Linked DNA regions of Oryctolagus cuniculus: region 1 is linked to region 2. The links are chromatin contacts, called in public Micro-C maps. All regions are on one chromosome and are shown on one strand. Each heading gives the region's core, a stretch centred on a gene start, on an enhancer-like site or on the middle of the called end of the contact. The rest is flanking DNA. Distances are from core to core; before and after follow the strand shown.

Region 1 (3,849 bases), core at 620-3,119, 78 kb before region 2:
GTGACATATATAGCTAACGAAAACAATCGCAGGAAGTAGCCCTAGGTAATCTATTAACTATTTGAAGCCCGGCAACTTTTACCCCCTAAAGACCTTCGAAAACTTCCTTTTTAGACTAAAAAACCAAGCAGGCTGTGCAGAGACCGGCCCCTGCTCCCCACTCGCTCACCTCTCCACCGTTAATGTAGTCTAGGACAAAGTACAGCTTGTCGGCCGTCTGGAAGGAGAAGTGCAGGCCCACCAGGAAAGGGTGTTTCACGTTCTTCAGCAGCACGTTCCGCTCAGACATAATATGCTTCTCCTAGGAGGATGACAACCCAGACTGAGCGACAAACTTCAACTTGGCACCCACTCCCAAGGCAAAGCTGATTCAGTGAGCGTCCACTCACAGCTCCAACCCACCAGCCCCTTCTCCTACCTCCTTCTTTTTCAGGATTGCTTTTTTCTGCAACACCTTGACTGCATAGAAGGCTTCCTCTGCTTTGTGTCTCGCTAGTAGAACCTGAAATTGCAATAAGAAAAAAAAAAATCATCCTTTTTGGGTCCTCATCCAGGGAGAGTGTAAAATGAACACATACGAGAGTATATACAAAGGTCTCCGGATCTGAAATTACCTTTCCAAAACTGCCCTTTCCAATCACTTTTAGGAAGTGAAAGTCTGATGGTTTAGCATGAGGGTTTGATGATGGGCCAAGGTTGATTTGTTGAGATGGACTTGGCTGAAAAATAAAACATTCTCCTTTAGTGTCACCGCTTTCAAAGGCAGACGTCCACAATAAAGCATAAAAGCTGGATGCAAGTCCCATACGTCTATCAACGCACTCAAAACTATTTTTCAACCACACCATGTCATTATTTCAAGTGAGTATGGAGATTAAACGGATAAAACTTTTATGAAATATGCCTTCAGACAATACTCCACTGACTCAATACTTAACTAGTTATGTCACCTGTTATGTCCTTAACTAATGAGACATTCCTGCCTTCATACTAATTTCCAGAAATGCTATTTTAATCCATCAATGTAGGGATACTAGGTGACTCACTTAACAATTCTCCCCCATAGATGCTTCACAAACGGAACGATACTCACCGGAGGCGAAGGGTTGGCGTTCATAAGCTCGGGCTCCTGAGGTTGGGAGATTTTCAAAATGGACTGAACTTCAGTGCTGCAGAGGAAAAAAAAACACACACACGTTGGAGCCTCCTCGCGCCCCACTAGGGGGCACAGCAACACCACCAGTTGAGTTTCTGGCTCGAAGTTTCCCCGGAGAATCCAGGACTTCAACTGCAAACACCCAAAATCATCTACTGGGCCCTTTGAAGCCAACAGTGAGCCCAGCTGTGTACAGAAATTGAGGTGGTTTTTCACGCGGAGGGCGGGCGACAAGGAGGCAAGCCCGTCTCCGTGTTAAAAACGTCTCAAGTAAACCAGGATTTGAGGAGAAATGAGATCTCCACCCCGACGTAACCCAGCGAGGGGAGACGACTCTGCTACCCTGCCGGCGCTACTGACTTTAATTCCCGCAATCCCACCCGAACTTACTGCTTGCACGCATAGGAATTATTAGCGATCTTCTGAATAAAGTCGTTCAGGCCCATCCTCCTCTGCTTCATGAACGCTGTGAATGAAAGAGGAGAAATAAACGAATGCTCAGATGGCTTCGTAACGTCCGCCGCCACACACACTCCGTGATCCGCGACCTTCCGAAAACTCGCACCGCGCGGCGGCCTGACTCCTGCACTCACCGATGAGGATGGCCACCATGCCCCTCATCCTGGAGTAAGTGAGGGGGCCCCTAGCAGCCTCGGTTTTCACGGTCATCGCCACGGTGAGACCACAGCGAGTCGTTGGGAATGAGAGACCGGCTCAGCCAACTCTGCGCTCGGGCCGCGCGCCCGGCTTTATAAAGGCTGCGCCGGCAGGGGAGGGGCCCGACCGGCGACAAAGGAGCGGCGCGGCCCCGCCCCCCAGCGCAGGCCCCGCCCCCGGCCGCCGCGCCGCGTCCCGGCGGGACGGCAGCCCGCGGCGGGCGGTTCTGTCCCCAGCCTGAGGGCGAGCCGCGGGCGGAGGTGGGGGACTCGGGAGCCGCCCGGGGAGGGCAGTTTCGCCAGTGTTCGGCGCCCCGGGGCGCGGGCGGAGGTGGCGGGAAAGGATGCGGAGTAATTTTCCATTTTTCTCATTTATTCCGTTCGGCGAGGAAGTCAGGGTAGCAGCGCCGAGCTGCCTTCCGGACGCAGCCCGGCGGGCCGGCGGCCCTGCGCGAGCCCACACCCTCCCCCGCAGTTGCACTCTCTCGGCGATAGATAGCCCGGGACCCCCGCCCCGGCGCCCCCCGGTTTCCTCCCCGCCGAGGCCGGGCGGAGCGTGCGACCGCCCGGGAGTTCTCTCAGGCGCAGGCGTCTCAGCGCGCCCTCATCTGCAGGGTCAGCGCGGGGCCGGAGCTCCCGGGCCGGTCCTCCCCGCTCCCGCCGCCCGGTCACGCCGCTCTCCGTCCACCCCCCACCCCTTCTCCCGAGCCCGAGAACCGGGCCGGAGCCATGCGCCCGCGCGCACCGGAGGAGCCAAGTCCCCGCGGGGGCCGAGGCGCGCTTACCCAGTCCGCTCAGCAGGAAAGACTCGCTCCTTTTCTGCGCCTCGGCCCTCTTTTTGTGGCGGGGCCGGAGCAAGGACTCGAGCCGGGCCCTGGCGAGCGCTCCCTGCATCTCCCCCATGGGCAGCGGGCGGCGGGCGAGAGCGACCGGAGAGCACTGACGTTTCCTTGAAGGAGCCGCCGTGACTCAGGCCGGGCAAGATTTCCTGCCCGGGTCCCAAAACAAACAAATGGCCCTTGTGCACGGCCGAGCCGCTTCCGAAAACGCCTTTTTTGTGCTTTTGGCCAAAACCAAGCAAGGCTGGAAAAAAAAAAATCCCAGAACTTGGAAGAGGAGGAAGGAAGGAAAGAAGGAGGGAAAAGGGGGGGGAGGGGAGTCAGGAATGTGTAGGGGAGGGGGCGGAAGCAAAATTCGGCTCTGCATTGAAGACAAAGTGCAATCTGCAGCCCCCCCCCACCCCTTTTGTAATTTCTAGAGAACATTCTGTCCGTTTTGCGTGCACTTTTTTTCCCCCTTGCATTTTAATCCGCGCCACGCCGAGAACACGTGAGGAGGCCGGTGAGGGCGGCGGCGGCGGCGGCGCGGACCTGGCGTGACCCGGGCGGCAGAGGGCGGCGGCGGCGCCCGGCCCGCGCCCGCTGCTCTGCCGCCTCAGAACTCCGCAAGGTCAACGCTACCCTGTCTTAGAATCCCTTCGTTTGCCCTCCTCGTCCCTGCCGCCCGCAGAGTCGCCTGCGTTGGGCTGTTTCCCGCAAAGTGGCGTCTCCTGCACCCCCACAGGGACGAGCCGGTGACGGCGCTCCGGCGCGCGGACCGGGGCTGGAGGCTGCCCGCGGCGGCCGGGCTGTGCAGGCGGCGAGGCCGCTGCCTTCCAGTAACCCCGTCGCTGGGAGCCGCCGGGGCGCTGCAGCCCAACCGCGGGCGCGGGGACGCGCGCCAGCGCTGGCCGGGGGGTGTCTCTGGCTCAGACCTGGCCGGGAGCGGCAGAGACGGCTGCAAGTTCCCCCTCTTCGCTGGGCCGGGTACCTGGCGCTCGCCGCTGCCGTCTGCGGTGGCTGCCCTGCCCTGACCCCTTGCTGCCCTGCCATTTTAGAGTTTGCCTACTGGAGCCTCCACACTCCCAAACACCAGCTGTCGACCCAGGAATAGCCTGCGAGGCGCTTTTTCCCTTGGTCTTGGGCAAGGATTTGTTGTGCAGGCACAGCCACCTCGTTTGCCCTAAAATGATCTAGTCTGGTATCCTGCTTGGGTTTT
Region 2 (3,940 bases), core at 779-3,278:
GTGCAGCTGGTTAGCGCCCTGGCCTGAAGTGCCAGCATCCCATATGGGTACTGGTTCTGGTCCCGGCTGCTCCACTTCTGATCCAGCTCTCTGCTGTGGCCTGAAAAAGCAGTAGAAGAAGGCCCAAGTCCTTGGGCCCCTGTACCCATGTGGGAGACCCGAAAGAAGCTCCTGGGTCCTGGCTTCGGATTGGCGTAGCTCTGGCCGTTGCGGCCATCTGGGGAGTGAACCATTGGATGGAAGACCTCTCTCTCTCTCTCTCTCTCTCTCTCTCTCTGCCTCTCCTCTCTCTGTGTAACTCTGACTCTCAAGTAAAAAATAAATAAATCTTAAAAAAAAAAAATTCCCCAGAGGCTAATGTGTGGTCTAAAAAATAGAATAGGCAGTACAAATAGAAATCTCTTGATTATTTTTGACGAGAACAATATGGATGACTTTCTGGATTGCCACATGCTTTGCTCACATCCTCTAATGAGGTAATGCATAGTCCTATGTGGCGATGTCCCTGATACAGCACACAAACACCGGAGTAGACAGGTAGCCTTTGGAATTCCCCATCCTGCGTGCCCTTGGGATTCCCCACTCCTTTCCTCCTGAGCCGCATCCCTGCATCCTGCTCTAGCTTTGCAGGTTCTAACTTTGGGTGTCTCTGGACTGGGTCTGGGGGATGGGGTGTGGGGGAGGACTGGAGAGAGAGGACACAGCTGTGTGTGCCCAGAGGCCTGCCCCCTGTGCTCCCCTCCACTACGGCAGGTTGCTCTGAGGATTAAACACTCCCCTCGCTCTGCTCTAGTGTAACAGAACCTTGGAGGTCCATACATATGAGGAGTCTTCCAAAAGTCCACGGAAAACCTGTAGTATGAAAAAACGGAGCGTGGATTTCCAAACCGGTTTCCACAAAGCAGACTTCGCTTTTCATTCTGCATTCCCGTGAACTGTTTGAAGTCCTCATCCTGCCTGCAGCTCAGTAACTATGCAGTGGCATTCTTCTTCCTCCCCAGGGAGGCACCTGCTGAGTGGCAGAGATAAAGCCCCGGAACTCACTAACCTGACTTTCTTGTGGAAGGGAGGTGAACTGTTTTTCATTCCTTTACACTGGGAGACTGATCATTCTTGTTTGCCTGAGTCTTTCCTGGATTTAGAAAATATGTTTTAAAAAAGAGGAAGTTAGGAGATGATATTTCAGATGCGATTTCTAAGGGGCAGTGTGTGTTACCTGCTTGCGGAATTAAAAAGTAAGACCTAGGGAAATAGAGGAGCAAGACTAATCCCTGGGACGAGATCTCCCAGTTCATATCTAATCCACCAGGCTTTCGACCCTTCCTCCCCGCTGTCCTCCAAGATACGCCCTTTCCAGTATTTTTCCCTTCTCCTTCTCTCTTTCTCTCTCTCTCTTGGCTACTGTCTCATAGCATATTAAACATGCTGTCCTTGCAATATCTCCAAATGCCAGCAAGCTAACTAAAAGCAGCCCTGAACAGCCACAAACTCTGCTTGGGCTCTGCCCCTACTTTCCTGTCTACCCCAATTCCTTTCCTTCTTACCCAGCTTTCATTTCCTCCCCTCACGTGTTCTTCTCCACTATTGCACTTAGTCACGAAGTTGGATTTATGGGTCACTTCGTACCTGATGGGACTAAAGTGAAGAACATGACAAAGAGTCTCACTCCTTTGAACACAGTTTTCACCAAGATGCCAGAAAATCTGCATGGCCAAGTTTCATGGTTGTTTCTCTGTGCTTACCTCCTTTGCACACACGCAGATGCTCCTTGACTTACACAGGGGTTCTGTTCTGATAAATGCATCATAATTCAAAATAGCCTCAGTCAAAAATGCATTGACTGTCCCCCTCCTTCCACCGAACCTACTGCCTGTCGGAGCCTGGGAGCAGTGCTTTGCAGAGTGTCAGCGGTGTCCCCCTTCCGTGACGGGGGCTGCCTGGGAGCAGAGCTCACTGCTGCTGCCAGCGCTGGGAGAGAGAATGGAGCACATATCACAGGCCCAGGCAAAGATCCAGAACCAAATGTCAGAGTATCGTTTCTACTGAATGTGCATGGCTTTTGCACCACTGTGAACTCAAAAAAAAAAATCCTAAATCAAGCTGTCCTAAATGCTGGGAGCTGACTGTATCGTGTAGCATTGGAAGCTTCCAACGAAGGTTCAGCAATGGTTCGCTTGACCTTAGGTTGGAGGCAGGGGGAGGGAGACCCAAATGCAGAACTCAGTGAAGATGCTTGCATTTCAGTGGAGACTAATGCAGGGGTCTGTGGTTTATCATAGTTTAGGATTTCATGTAGCAAACACTTTCAGCATGCGCTCCAGAACAAACCCTGCCTGGTTGAAAATCCCAGGACCACCACTTGGGAAACCTGCTGATGTGTTCCCAGGGCTCAGTTTCTGCACATGTAGAATGGACATACTAACTTTGCCTACTTCACCAAGATTTTGTGAGGCCCAAATGAAGCCATGCAAGTAAGCCCAGTGCCTGACCCTGAGTGAACAGCGATGCAAGTTTGCTGTGAGGTTTTCAGCTCCGTTCCGTAAGAGAGTTTTATACAAAGTGCCAAGGGAGAGAAGGTGAAGGATATTTAGCCAAGTAGGGGGGAATCAGGGAAGCCTTCCCAGAGGAAGTGGTAGTTAAACTGAATCCTGACTGTTGAGTTAAAAGAGGACAGATGAAGAGACATATGCAAGTCATCTCTAGCCGAAGGGTTGGCAGAAACAGAAATACAGAGGCAGGAATCTGTATGGGATGTGAGGAAAATAAACCCTAAAAAGGAGAGGCAGAGATAAAGTTTGAGTCCTGAGGCAATGCGGGGCCACAGGAGTGGGGTGGTCCAGGGTGCCTTTCCATGCGGTGGGAAGGATTTCAGATGATCAAGGACACAAGGGGCTAGTTGAGTCAGGAATGGGTTAGAAACTAGATACAACACAAGGCAAACAGTAGTAGATACAACACAAGGCAAACAGGAATAGTAGCTTGGAGAATGGGAAGAAAGGATGGAGCATCGGATCTGTCAGACAGGGGCAAGCATCTGGCACAGCTGTTGTGATGCCACCTGGGACACCCGAATCCCCCATCCCAGTCAGTGCCTGGGTTTGGGTCCTGGCTGCTGCAGGCATTTGGGGTATGAACCAAGGGTGGGAGATCTCTCTCTGTCTCTGCCTGTCTGCCTTTCAAATAATTTTTTAAAAAGCCACATTTTTTTAATAACATGGCACACATTCATGTTCTTTGTTGGTCTATTTCCTATTAGATTGTGAGTTTCATAAGGACCGAGACACCATTTTCTCTTATGGATTCATTAATGGAGCATTCACAGACTTTCTTCTGGGTGTTCCCTCTGTCCTAACTTGTTCTCATCTCATTTGCTGTTTGCTGTCACCTTGAGCAGAAGCTCACATGGAGAGACGCTACCATGACGCGAGAGACTAGCACAGCTCCCACAACACAGAAGGAGCTGGTGGAAGGTTTAGTGATTGACCCAATCCTAGGGACCTTTGAAGTCCTAGAAGTGAATCTTAAGAGGTCACTCTGTCATGAAGAAGCTGGAGTCTTACAGGAGAGACCGACAAGGACATCAGCCAATGTACAACAGGGTTAAAGCTAGTCTGACTTCATCTCTGGGGACAGTGGGCTAGGGCTGTGATGGGGGTGGGTGGCAGTGGTTTGGATGGAGGGCAGCATGTTTACAGTCATGCTTGTAGGGTGTGCCAAGCTTGGGGGTGAGCATCAACAGCAAGATACAAAGCCAAAGAGCCAAGGGTGACATCCAAAGGACTTGGAAATGTTAGCCCTCACCCACAGGGAGGGAGCCTGACAATTTTTGCAAACTTTTGAGTGCTCTGATCAGATTTGTTGTGCTCTGCAGGAATCAGAGTAGGCTCAGGGAAAAGCAGCCTGGAGCAGGTGCACAACTCCATCTATGGAGGGGCCTCAA

The links. Hi-C and Micro-C count contacts between places; a contact is called where the count stands out from the background.
Region 1: a Micro-C map of ear pinna shows a contact between it and region 2, with 4 times the contacts expected there. The contact joins the promoter of SGK1 here to the enhancer-like site in region 2. A contact is called at or near these places in 3 of 6 Hi-C or Micro-C datasets (ear pinna, skin fibroblasts and an unstated tissue).

The regions. Positions count from the first base shown.
Region 1 is chr5:34,691,700-34,695,548 of mOryCun1.1, reverse strand. It overlaps SGK1 (serum/glucocorticoid regulated kinase 1), which reads right to left and starts at 1,869. Exons shown (of 12, transcript NM_001082056.1): 1 at 1,750-1,869; 2 at 1,547-1,622; 3 at 1,094-1,169; 4 at 615-719; 5 at 419-502; 6 at 170-301. The coding sequence starts at 1,825.
Region 2 is chr5:34,613,704-34,617,643 of mOryCun1.1, reverse strand. It overlaps a transcript of SGK1 not described here. Among named protein-coding and RNA genes, the nearest start is that of SGK1, 78 kb to the left of the region's middle. Within about 2 kb of position 2,028, at least 1 of the 8 cell types and tissues checked has an H3K27ac peak or open chromatin away from gene starts, as enhancers often do. A contact at or near this core is called in ear pinna, where this site is marked.